3 separate regions of the Mus musculus genome follow, and all the other regions are linked to region 1. The links are chromatin contacts, called in public HiChIP or PLAC-seq and promoter capture Hi-C maps. All regions are on one chromosome and are shown on one strand. The core of a region is the stretch at or near the end of the contact, and the rest is flanking DNA. Distances in the headings are between cores, read along the strand shown. Region 1 holds the start of Asic1 (acid-sensing (proton-gated) ion channel 1). Region 2 overlaps Fmnl3 (formin-like 3). Region 3 overlaps Fmnl3 (formin-like 3).

Evidence for each region. Promoter capture Hi-C pulls out the DNA fragments that hold promoters and counts their contacts. HiChIP or PLAC-seq counts read pairs in DNA pulled down with a chosen protein or histone mark.
Region 2: an H3K27ac HiChIP or PLAC-seq map of stem cell-derived neural progenitor cells shows a contact between it and region 1, with 3 times the contacts expected there. The contact joins the enhancer-like site here to the promoter of Asic1 in region 1. A contact is called at or near these places in 5 of 39 promoter capture datasets (the 3T3-L1 cell line, 3T3-L1-derived adipocytes, hippocampal neurons and 1 more) and 2 of 115 datasets of contacts at active chromatin or transcription factors (pancreatic cancer cells and stem cell-derived neural progenitor cells).
Region 3: a contact with region 1 is called in a promoter capture Hi-C map of liver, with 2.1 times the contacts expected there. The contact joins the enhancer-like site here to the promoter of Asic1 in region 1. A contact is called at or near these places in 8 of 39 promoter capture datasets (the 3T3-L1 cell line, 3T3-L1-derived adipocytes, hippocampal neurons and 3 more), 1 of 15 datasets of contacts at CTCF or cohesin (the NIH/3T3 cell line), 2 of 484 Hi-C or Micro-C datasets (embryonic stem cells and pro-B cells) and 3 of 115 datasets of contacts at active chromatin or transcription factors (embryonic stem cells, memory CD8 T cells and pancreatic cancer cells).

The regions. Positions count from the first base shown.
Region 1 is chr15:99,668,974-99,671,673 of GRCm38.p6, reverse strand. Asic1 (acid-sensing (proton-gated) ion channel 1) reads right to left here and starts at 1,297. Exons shown (of 12, transcript NM_009597.2): 1 at 780-1,297. Gm34880 (a long non-coding RNA gene) reads left to right here and starts at 1,818. Exons shown (of 4, transcript XR_875662.3): 1 at 1,818-2,266.
Region 2 is chr15:99,342,427-99,345,126 of GRCm38.p6, reverse strand. All of the region lies in intron 1 of Fmnl3 (formin-like 3), which reads left to right. Among named protein-coding and RNA genes, the nearest start is that of Gm22951, 24 kb to the left of the region's middle. Within about 2 kb of position 1,441, at least 168 of the 459 cell types and tissues checked have an H3K27ac peak or open chromatin away from gene starts, as enhancers often do. A contact at or near this core is called in 3T3-L1-derived adipocytes, pancreatic cancer cells and stem cell-derived neural progenitor cells, where this site is marked.
Region 3 is chr15:99,318,359-99,321,058 of GRCm38.p6, reverse strand. Fmnl3 (formin-like 3) reads left to right here. Exons shown (of 27, transcript NM_011711.2): 21 at 1-23; 22 at 546-706; 23 at 973-1,074; 24 at 1,405-1,497; 25 at 1,805-1,928; 26 at 2,042-2,141; 27 at 2,687-2,700. The coding sequence ends at 2,133. Among named protein-coding and RNA genes, the nearest start is that of Prpf40b, 24 kb to the right of the region's middle. Within about 2 kb of position 1,283, at least 22 of the 459 cell types and tissues checked have an H3K27ac peak or open chromatin away from gene starts, as enhancers often do. A contact at or near this core is called in liver, where this site is marked.

The DNA of each region.
Region 1 (2,700 bases), core at 48-2,547:
GTCCAAGGGAAGACTTCCCTGACATGCAGGCTCCAAAGGTGGCTTGAACGAGGGACCATCCAAGATGACAGTCATTAAAACATAGAGGCTTGGAGGGGGGGGTCAGCTCGGGTCGAGAGAATGGTCTGCAAGCTTCCCAGACTATGGGGGACCCCAGATACAGCCACTAGAGTGAAGGAGGGAAGTCCCTGATGCACCCACAGGCAGGCATGGGAGTTCCCTCCAGATGTGAGGTCACTCTGGGACAGGAATATCTACCCCAGCCAAGATCAAACTCCCCATAATGGGCTGAACCAGGGGTCAGGGGCTCTTCTCTTGATCAAGGGTATCCCCAGGAACAGGCTGTCACCTCAGGAGCTAAACCAGGGCCACCTCTCCGGAGGTGGGCACATCTGGGGAGGGGCCCTGCCTGTATCCTCACCTTCTGTGTCTCCAGTTCTCAAACAAGCACAGGCATAGGCGCAGGCTGTGTGTGTATGTGTGTGTGTGTGTGTGTGTGTGTGTGTGTGTGTGTGTTTGGGAGAGGATGGTAGGCTGCCTGAGGTGGATGTAGGAATGGGGGGGGGGGGCGCGGTTCCCTATGACAGCCAGTTATCCCCGCCCCGAACGCACCCCCTCCAGTCCAGCTTCTCGTCGCAGTCATATTCCCGGCTCGGCCCCCCGCCCCCTCCCCATCCGCCGAGCCTCCCCAGAAGCTGGAGAAAGCTACAGTGGAGGAGAGTCTCGGCTTTGGGGCACCAGGAAGCCCGGGGCCCAAGGCAGCGGGGTCGGAAACCCACCTGAGGGGGCTGGGGAAAGCCGGCCGCCGCTGCAGGTCCTGGGGCGCGAGGCGGTCCGTGGGCTCAGCGCCGCGCGGCGGAGGGGCTCATGGCCCGGAGCCCGAGCCGCCGGCTGCCGCGGCACCCGCGTAGAGCCCTGCAGGGAGCGGCCCGCTCGGCCAGCTCGGCTCAGCTCGGTCCGCCGCCCGCGCGCGCTTGCTCGCTCGGCTTGGTCCGCCCGGGGCTCGGCGCGCTGGCGCTGCGCGGTGCTCTCAGCCCCGGGATCTGCAGGGATCCATCGTCCGGCCGGGAGGCGGCGGGAGGGGAGGAGGAGGGGAAAGGGTGCGCGTGCGCGCCTACGAGTGTCTGCGAGGGTGTCTCTGGGCCGGTGTGCGCGGGGGGCCCCCGGCCCGGGAGCGGAACCGAGGGCTCCCCCCGCTGGCTCGCCTCCTCCCGCCGCTCTCAGCAGAGCTGCCTCGTTCGGATCCCGGAGCCGGCTCCGCTCTCTGCTTGCGAGGCCCTGTGGCTTGTGTGTGTGTGCGCGTGTGTGTGCGTGTGTGACTATGGGGTGTGTGTGTGTGCACGCGCACGTGTGCGCGCAGGAAGGAGGGTGTCTGCCCCCAGCGTCCCCCTCCCCACGTTGTCTCCTTCGGATCGAAGCTCCTGCTTCTTGCTGCTGCTGCTTCCTCTGATGGCACATGCACACGTGTACACACACACACACACACACACACACACACTCCGAGTCACAGTCACACTTGACTGATTCAAGCATTTGCCTGTGTGGAGATACAGGCACATTCAGACCGGAGTCTTACCTTGCCACTCAGCCATCCACACATCACATACACCTACACATCCCTGAAGCCTGACCCTCACACGAGCACTTACCTGTTTGTACACATTCACTCACCTGCTCTTATTCCTGCTTCCCACCTTCATGTGACCCACACACATGCACATATATAAATACCCTTGGCCACCCAGACCCCATTTGTATATCAGTGGATTTCTTAAGCAGCCCGTGTGCAAGTGCCTCATTGGCAGATCTATAAAGCAGAGAGGAACAGAGAGAAGAAAAGAGACATGGCCAGAAGTGAGGGCAGATGGGGCAGAAGTAGGGAAAAAGAAAAAGATACAAAATGAAGGCTGCAAGGAGGAGTGTGTTCTGGGATGGACCAGAAATCTGAGTCCTGAAACCTGGAGGCTGCTCCTGTAGCTGTCACCTCTCTCCTTCCCTCCCTCTTTCTTTCTCCGAGGCCTTGGGGGGGGGGCCCTCCCTATCCAATTAGCAGAGAAGGAGCAATCAAGGGGAAGTTGTTAATTTGCTGATGCTCATTAGGAGCTCTTAACACAGAGGCTGTTGAGGTCTGATGGTGTCAGATGATGGTGTGGTGTGTGTGTGTGTGTGTGTGTGTGTGTGTGTGTGTGTGATGCAAGATCAGAATTATATCCATTGCAGCTCCTTTGCTCCACTTACAGGCTGGTGAAGCTCTGAGAGAAGGAAGGTGAGAAGCAGGTCTCAGGGACATGGTTCTGGGTTTGAGTTTGAGGAATGAACCTGACATAGAGGGAAGAAGCTGATGAGAATTTGTGAGGGGTTGGGAGTAAGAGGTACCCTAGAAACCAGTGAAGATGTCTCTCCAGGGATAGGGGTTTAGGTCTGGTGAGAGATTGAGGTCCATTCAGCAGGACCCAGAGCGCCAAGCTGCCAAAATAAAGATAGTATCTCGCCTTCCGGCTGGGGAGCTGTCCAACGGCACAAGCGCTGCTGGTGGGCTGCCATGCCCCTGGGCAGCCACCAGGTGACAGCACTCTCTCGGATACTTAAACTCCACTTAAAGGGCAATGGGGGAGGCGGCCTGTGAAACTAGGAATTACTCTAGGAGGGTCGCAAACGGGGTTTAAGTGATGATTCTAGCCCTGGGTCTAGTCTGGTTCC
Region 2 (2,700 bases), core at 192-2,691, 330 kb after region 1:
AGCTAGGGCCAATGGCTCAGTTGGAAAATGACATCAGCAGTTTTGTCTGAAGTTGGGTATTCCTCAACTGCTGGGCAGAAGGGCGTCCTCAACTGTGGGCTACAGGCTAGCTGTAGAAGTTACCTGAGGTAGGTGTAGAGCAGTAGTAGGCAGAGGGTAGTAGAGCCTGGGTGTTTCTTGGTACTGGGGACTGGTCACTTTCCTTTGCCCTCTGAGCATCCAATAAGGGAATCCTCCAAGGTGACAAAGAGGCCTGGGGGTGATAGAATTGTTGGAAAAAGTCATCTCTTTGTTTGGGTGACACTGGCCTTCTAGGACCTTTCTCTGTCTGATTTGCCTGGTGTGAATTGCAGAGCTCAGCTGGAGACATCTGGCGAATCCATTTCTTTTTCCTCCAGGCTGCTTAGGGACTTGGCCCATAACTACTCGGCAAGTCACTTCTGGTTATAGAGTCATCAGTGACCACAGGAGCACGTTCTCCAGACATAGCTCTGTGCTGGCAGCCTGTCCCCAAGATGATGGCTTCAATTAAAACAAATCCAGAAAGGCAGACTTAAGTCACTGCAGATGCTTAAGTCACAGAAAAGCACACCCACTTTTCTGATGCCATTAGGAGCCCCAGCAACCTCCCTTTACATCTAATAGTAGCTCAGGCCTCGAGAAGACTGAGTCAGAGAGCTGTGCGCTCTGCATGTACCCCAGTGCGTAGGTCCCTCTTCAAGGGAGTGAAGAAATGGAATGGGGGTTGGGTACTGTGAGCTTATGAAATTTGGCAGAAAAGGGCTGGAGTCTCAGGGTCCAGGGAGGTGGCTGTTGCCCTCCTTGCCTCCTGCTTTAGAATACTGCTGGCCGGGGCATGGGGGCTGGCTGGATGTTTACCCCACTCCATCACACTCGTCAGGGAGCTAGGTAGCTCTCTGTGCTTTGAGTGCCTGCCCTTGGCCCCTCCTATGATTCTCTTGCTGGAGTAGTGCAGCTCTTGTCCAGAATCTCTTGTCCCTGACTCCAGCTCAATCTCTGAGCCCCTGCTGGAAGGGGAGAGGAAGTGGGTACGAGGAGCAAAACTGAGCTCCGTTTCCCAGGCTTGGCAGAGAAGACTGGATTCTGGGTCAGTGAGAGCCACAGTGAGTCTGCCTATCCATGGGTTTCATCTCCACCCCTGCACTGCCCCAGCCAGTCATGGGCTTGGGGAAAAGTGTGGGTGTTTGAAGGGGCTGCTGTGTTTCCTATGTCTGGATTTTCTACTCTTAGCTCCTGGACCTTTGATGGAGCTCTGATTTGTTTCCTTTTGATGGGATTGCAGTTTTGGGGGTGTTGGGAGGGGCTGTGCTGAAACAGTGAGATAAACAGTAATGCAGAGGTGGCAGCAGCATGGGTCGGGTGGGGCTGACCAGGCAGCCGCTGTCTGGGCAGGCTGGGTGGAGGAGGACTCCTGCCCAGCACACTGGCCAGCTGGCTTGTGTTAAAGGACTGGCTGAAAATAGCTCTCATTGTCTGGGAGCTGCTACTGCAGCAGGGCTGGCTGTGGCTGCCAAGGGGCTGATGCCTCCTACCTTTTGAGCTTTCATCCTTTGGTAGCAGTGCCCAGCCCACCACAGCTGTGCCCATTGCCTACCAATGGGGCCACGATGAAGGCTGGCTGGGCTGTTCCAAACACTGCCCTATTGATGCCTGGTCATGGGCCTTCATGCCTTGCCTTGCCAGCTTTGTCACTGGCATTGGGGACGACTTAGTTGGTGAGATGGGGATCCCATTAGGCATATAGGCTGGGAGCATTGTCAGGTCCTCCTGCAGCAAACTCCTCAGCTTCCAAGCTTCTGCTGCTTCACCATGTCCCACCTCTGCTCATCTGTCCACGTGTTCTTGGACAGATGCCAGGGAGGCCTTGGTGGCTCCTGCATCTAGGGGCACAGCAGCATGTTGAGTAGCACATGGTACCCAGGAAAGCACTTGGGGTACCTACACGGAAGCTCCAGACTCAGCTATCCAGGAATCTCCACCCCATAGCCAAGCATAGGGCCTGGAGTGTCCAGCTTAGAAAACTATGTGGCTCTGCAAGAGAAGACGTTAAGATCACTGACTCTGTTCTTGCTAAGAGTAGATACCATTTGTAGCTGTCCCCAATGCTCTTTTCCAAGTGAGGTCTCTGATGCTTCCAGTGTCTCTCTAGGAACTACACCATTTTGTGTCCGTTGCTAGATCTGTCACGATCTGCTAGGACCAGGAGAAGCAATGAAGCAGAGAATTATGGGTGCTTCCTATTTTCTGTATGTTGGGTTTCCCCCAGGCTTGGCTTACAAAGACCGGCAGAGTAGTGGTGAGTCCAGAGTGGGCACACAGCTTTTAGGAAACGTCAGGCACATGGCATTTCCCTTTTCTTGTAGTGGGAGAGAAACAAGGGAGGGCTAAATGGACTTGGGGGTGTAAGGCAGACAGGGGAAGGGAACCTCAGCAGAACCCCTCCTCCTTCCCAGCTTCTCTGAGGTGGACAGGGATGGGGTCGGGGGCAGTAAGGAGACCTTGTGGAGGACTAGGACCACTTATTTACATAGGCCCCCACGTGAGGAGAGCAAGCAGCTTTGCTGGAGAAGCATCAGAGCCTCGCCTCTCAGCTTCTTCCACCATTGTCACCCTTTGATATGCAGCATCTTGCTGGTTACTCTGACTTCCAGATTAGTATCCAGAGCTGCTTTCAGTTTG
Region 3 (2,700 bases), core at 34-2,533, 350 kb after region 1:
CTTTGTGGAGAAGGCTGCAGCAGGTGAGGGTGCCCTCTTCAAGACGATCCCAGGAAGCTGAACAGGAGGAACACCCGGTCCATTTCTGGCTTTTGCTATCTTCTTTCTCACTACTAAATCTATGAGCAGGGGCAACCCCAAAGAGAGTGAGCCTTCCATGTGCTCAAGTAGGATCAGGTTTCCCTTAGCCTGGCCCAGAGAGTGTAGTTCTCTAATCATGTCTGTGATGTGATTAGAAAACCTGTAAAGCCCCCTACAGACAGATACACAGTACTACTGTTTCTGTCCTGCCCGGGTGGTGGGGGGGGTGGGGGGACGGGGACAGGACGGGGGACGGGGACTAGCTGTCTCTGGTTTTCCTTCCTTTGCTACCTTGTTCTTTGGGCCCATGAACTCTCTCCATTCCCTCCTACTGCCCGAGAGAGCCCAGCCTGCTTGACACAGACTTCTCTACATGTACATCCCTGAAGTCTATGCCAAGGGGACATGGTGGGACAAATGTGCTGTAGGCCTGGGTAAGCCTCAGCCAGGCTCTTGGTAAACAGTGTCCCTGGAGAACGTGCTGCTAGACGTGAAAGAGCTGGGCCGGGGAATGGAGCTGATTCGGCGGGAATGCAGCATTCATGACAACAGCGTCCTTCGAAACTTCCTTAGTACCAATGAAGGCAAACTGGACAAGCTCCAGCGTGATGCCAAGACTGCCGAGGTGAGTGAGGAACTGGGGTGGGGGGGAAACAAACATCTAAAGCCAGCACAGTGGCCACTTGAGGTAGGCATCCAACTCTTGGCCAGCAGTGTGGGCAGGTGAGGGGGTAGTAACAAGGGACTTTAAAGATAGCAGATATCCATGTCTGAAGCTATGACTTAGGAGGGGCTTGGGTAACTGGCTTTCCTCTCCTGGCAGCAGGCTTTGCTTTCTGTGGGCCTCCTCCCCACTGGGATGACCCCTCTGTCTGCCCTTTACTTACTCAGGAGGCCTACAATGCAGTTGTGCGCTACTTTGGTGAGAGTCCCAAGACCACACCTCCTTCTGTGTTTTTCCCAGTATTTGTCCGATTCATTCGTTCTTACAAGGTAAGTTGAAGAAACGTTTCAGGAGTTATGCTGGTAGAAGATGATTAGTCAAGAGCGAGCCTGGGCTTCAAGTCTGAGACTTTTCCAGTTCCTAAGGTCTAGGGAAGGAACCATGGAAGCTGGCGACAGGCCTCTAAACTGTGGACTGGTGGGCAGGGTGGGGGCCCAGGCCCTTCCTTTCATTGTTCAGAGCAGGAAGTACCCCTCCAGAGAGTGGCCACCTGGGGTTAGCTGGTCCCACTGCCACCCACCCTTCATGCTTAGTGTCAGGCCCTCCCTTCCAGCCTGTGAAAACCTCAAGCTCCTTCCCCTCTCTTGGTCCTATCTAAGGAAGCAGAACAAGAGAATGAAGCTCGCAAGAAACAAGAGGAGGTAATGCGGGAGAAGCAGCTGGCTCAGGAAGCCAAGAAGCTGGATGCCAAGGTGGGTGGGACCAAGAGCTGGTCTGGAAGACAGGACAGAGAATTGAGGATTCAGGGAGCAGGGAGCAAGGAGCAAGGAAGGACATGGAGAACCAAGACACACACACACACACACACACACTCTCTGTGTCTGTCTCCCTCCCTCCCTTGGAGTGGCTGACAGCGTGAGTCTAGAGGGAGGGGTAGACACCGATGGACAGGACACAGGGTTACTCTCAGCAGGGTCATCTTCAGCCTACATCTTGGGACAGGAACCAGTTGCTTTTGGGTTAGTGATGACTTCCTTCCCCTTGTAATATCTGGCTTAGACTCCATCCCAGCGGAACAAATGGCAACAGCAGGAGCTAATTGCAGAGCTGAGGCGGCGCCAAGCTAAGGAACACCGGCCTGTTTACGAGGGGAAGGATGGTACCATTGAGGACATCATCACAGGTGGGACGTTTGTCCACTGGGCCCAATTCCCAGAGCCTGACCTAATTCCCTTTGGTCCTGCTTCCTAGTCTGTTTTCCCATAAGACCTGATCACTGTCTCTCCTGGGCCGTAGTGTTGAAGAGTGTCCCTTTCACGGCACGTACTGCCAAGCGGGGCTCACGTTTCTTCTGTGATGCAGCCCACCATGACGAGTCAAACTGTTAGCCTGACAGGTACTGGGCACTCTAGCTGCCCTCTCTGCATGCCTTGGAGTCATCTTCTGGTAGCATCCTCCCAGTGATGGAGACACAGACTTTGCATGCTGCATGCTCTGAGAAACACAGCTTATCCCTGCATGGGTCCTCCCACTAATACTGTCCTAGCTACTAAGATCCAAGGGTTAAGGTGTCTCTGGGCCAGGGTTAGGAGCTAGGCCAGAGCAGGCAAGACCTAATGCTTTGGATGACTGAGGCTCCAGTCATAGACCCAAAGTATCTTGCTTGGGTCCTGGTCTCCCCTAAGAGTTCTAGTAGCTCCTACTCAGGGATAGATGTCCCTAACCTCTGCTTCTTGACATCTAGTTTGGCTTAATATTTTCCTGGGTGGCCTTTAGTTTCCTATGCTACCCTCTGAGAATCGTTCCAGCAGTTTTTCTAGCTGGCTCTCAAGCCTTCCTCTAAGAGCTTCCCTGACCTTTTCATGGCTGACTTCTTCCTCAGGTGCTGTCTTGCTCGGTGTCCCTGCCTAGTCACTGTTCATGCGCTTGTTTTCCCCACAGGCTTTAACCACCAA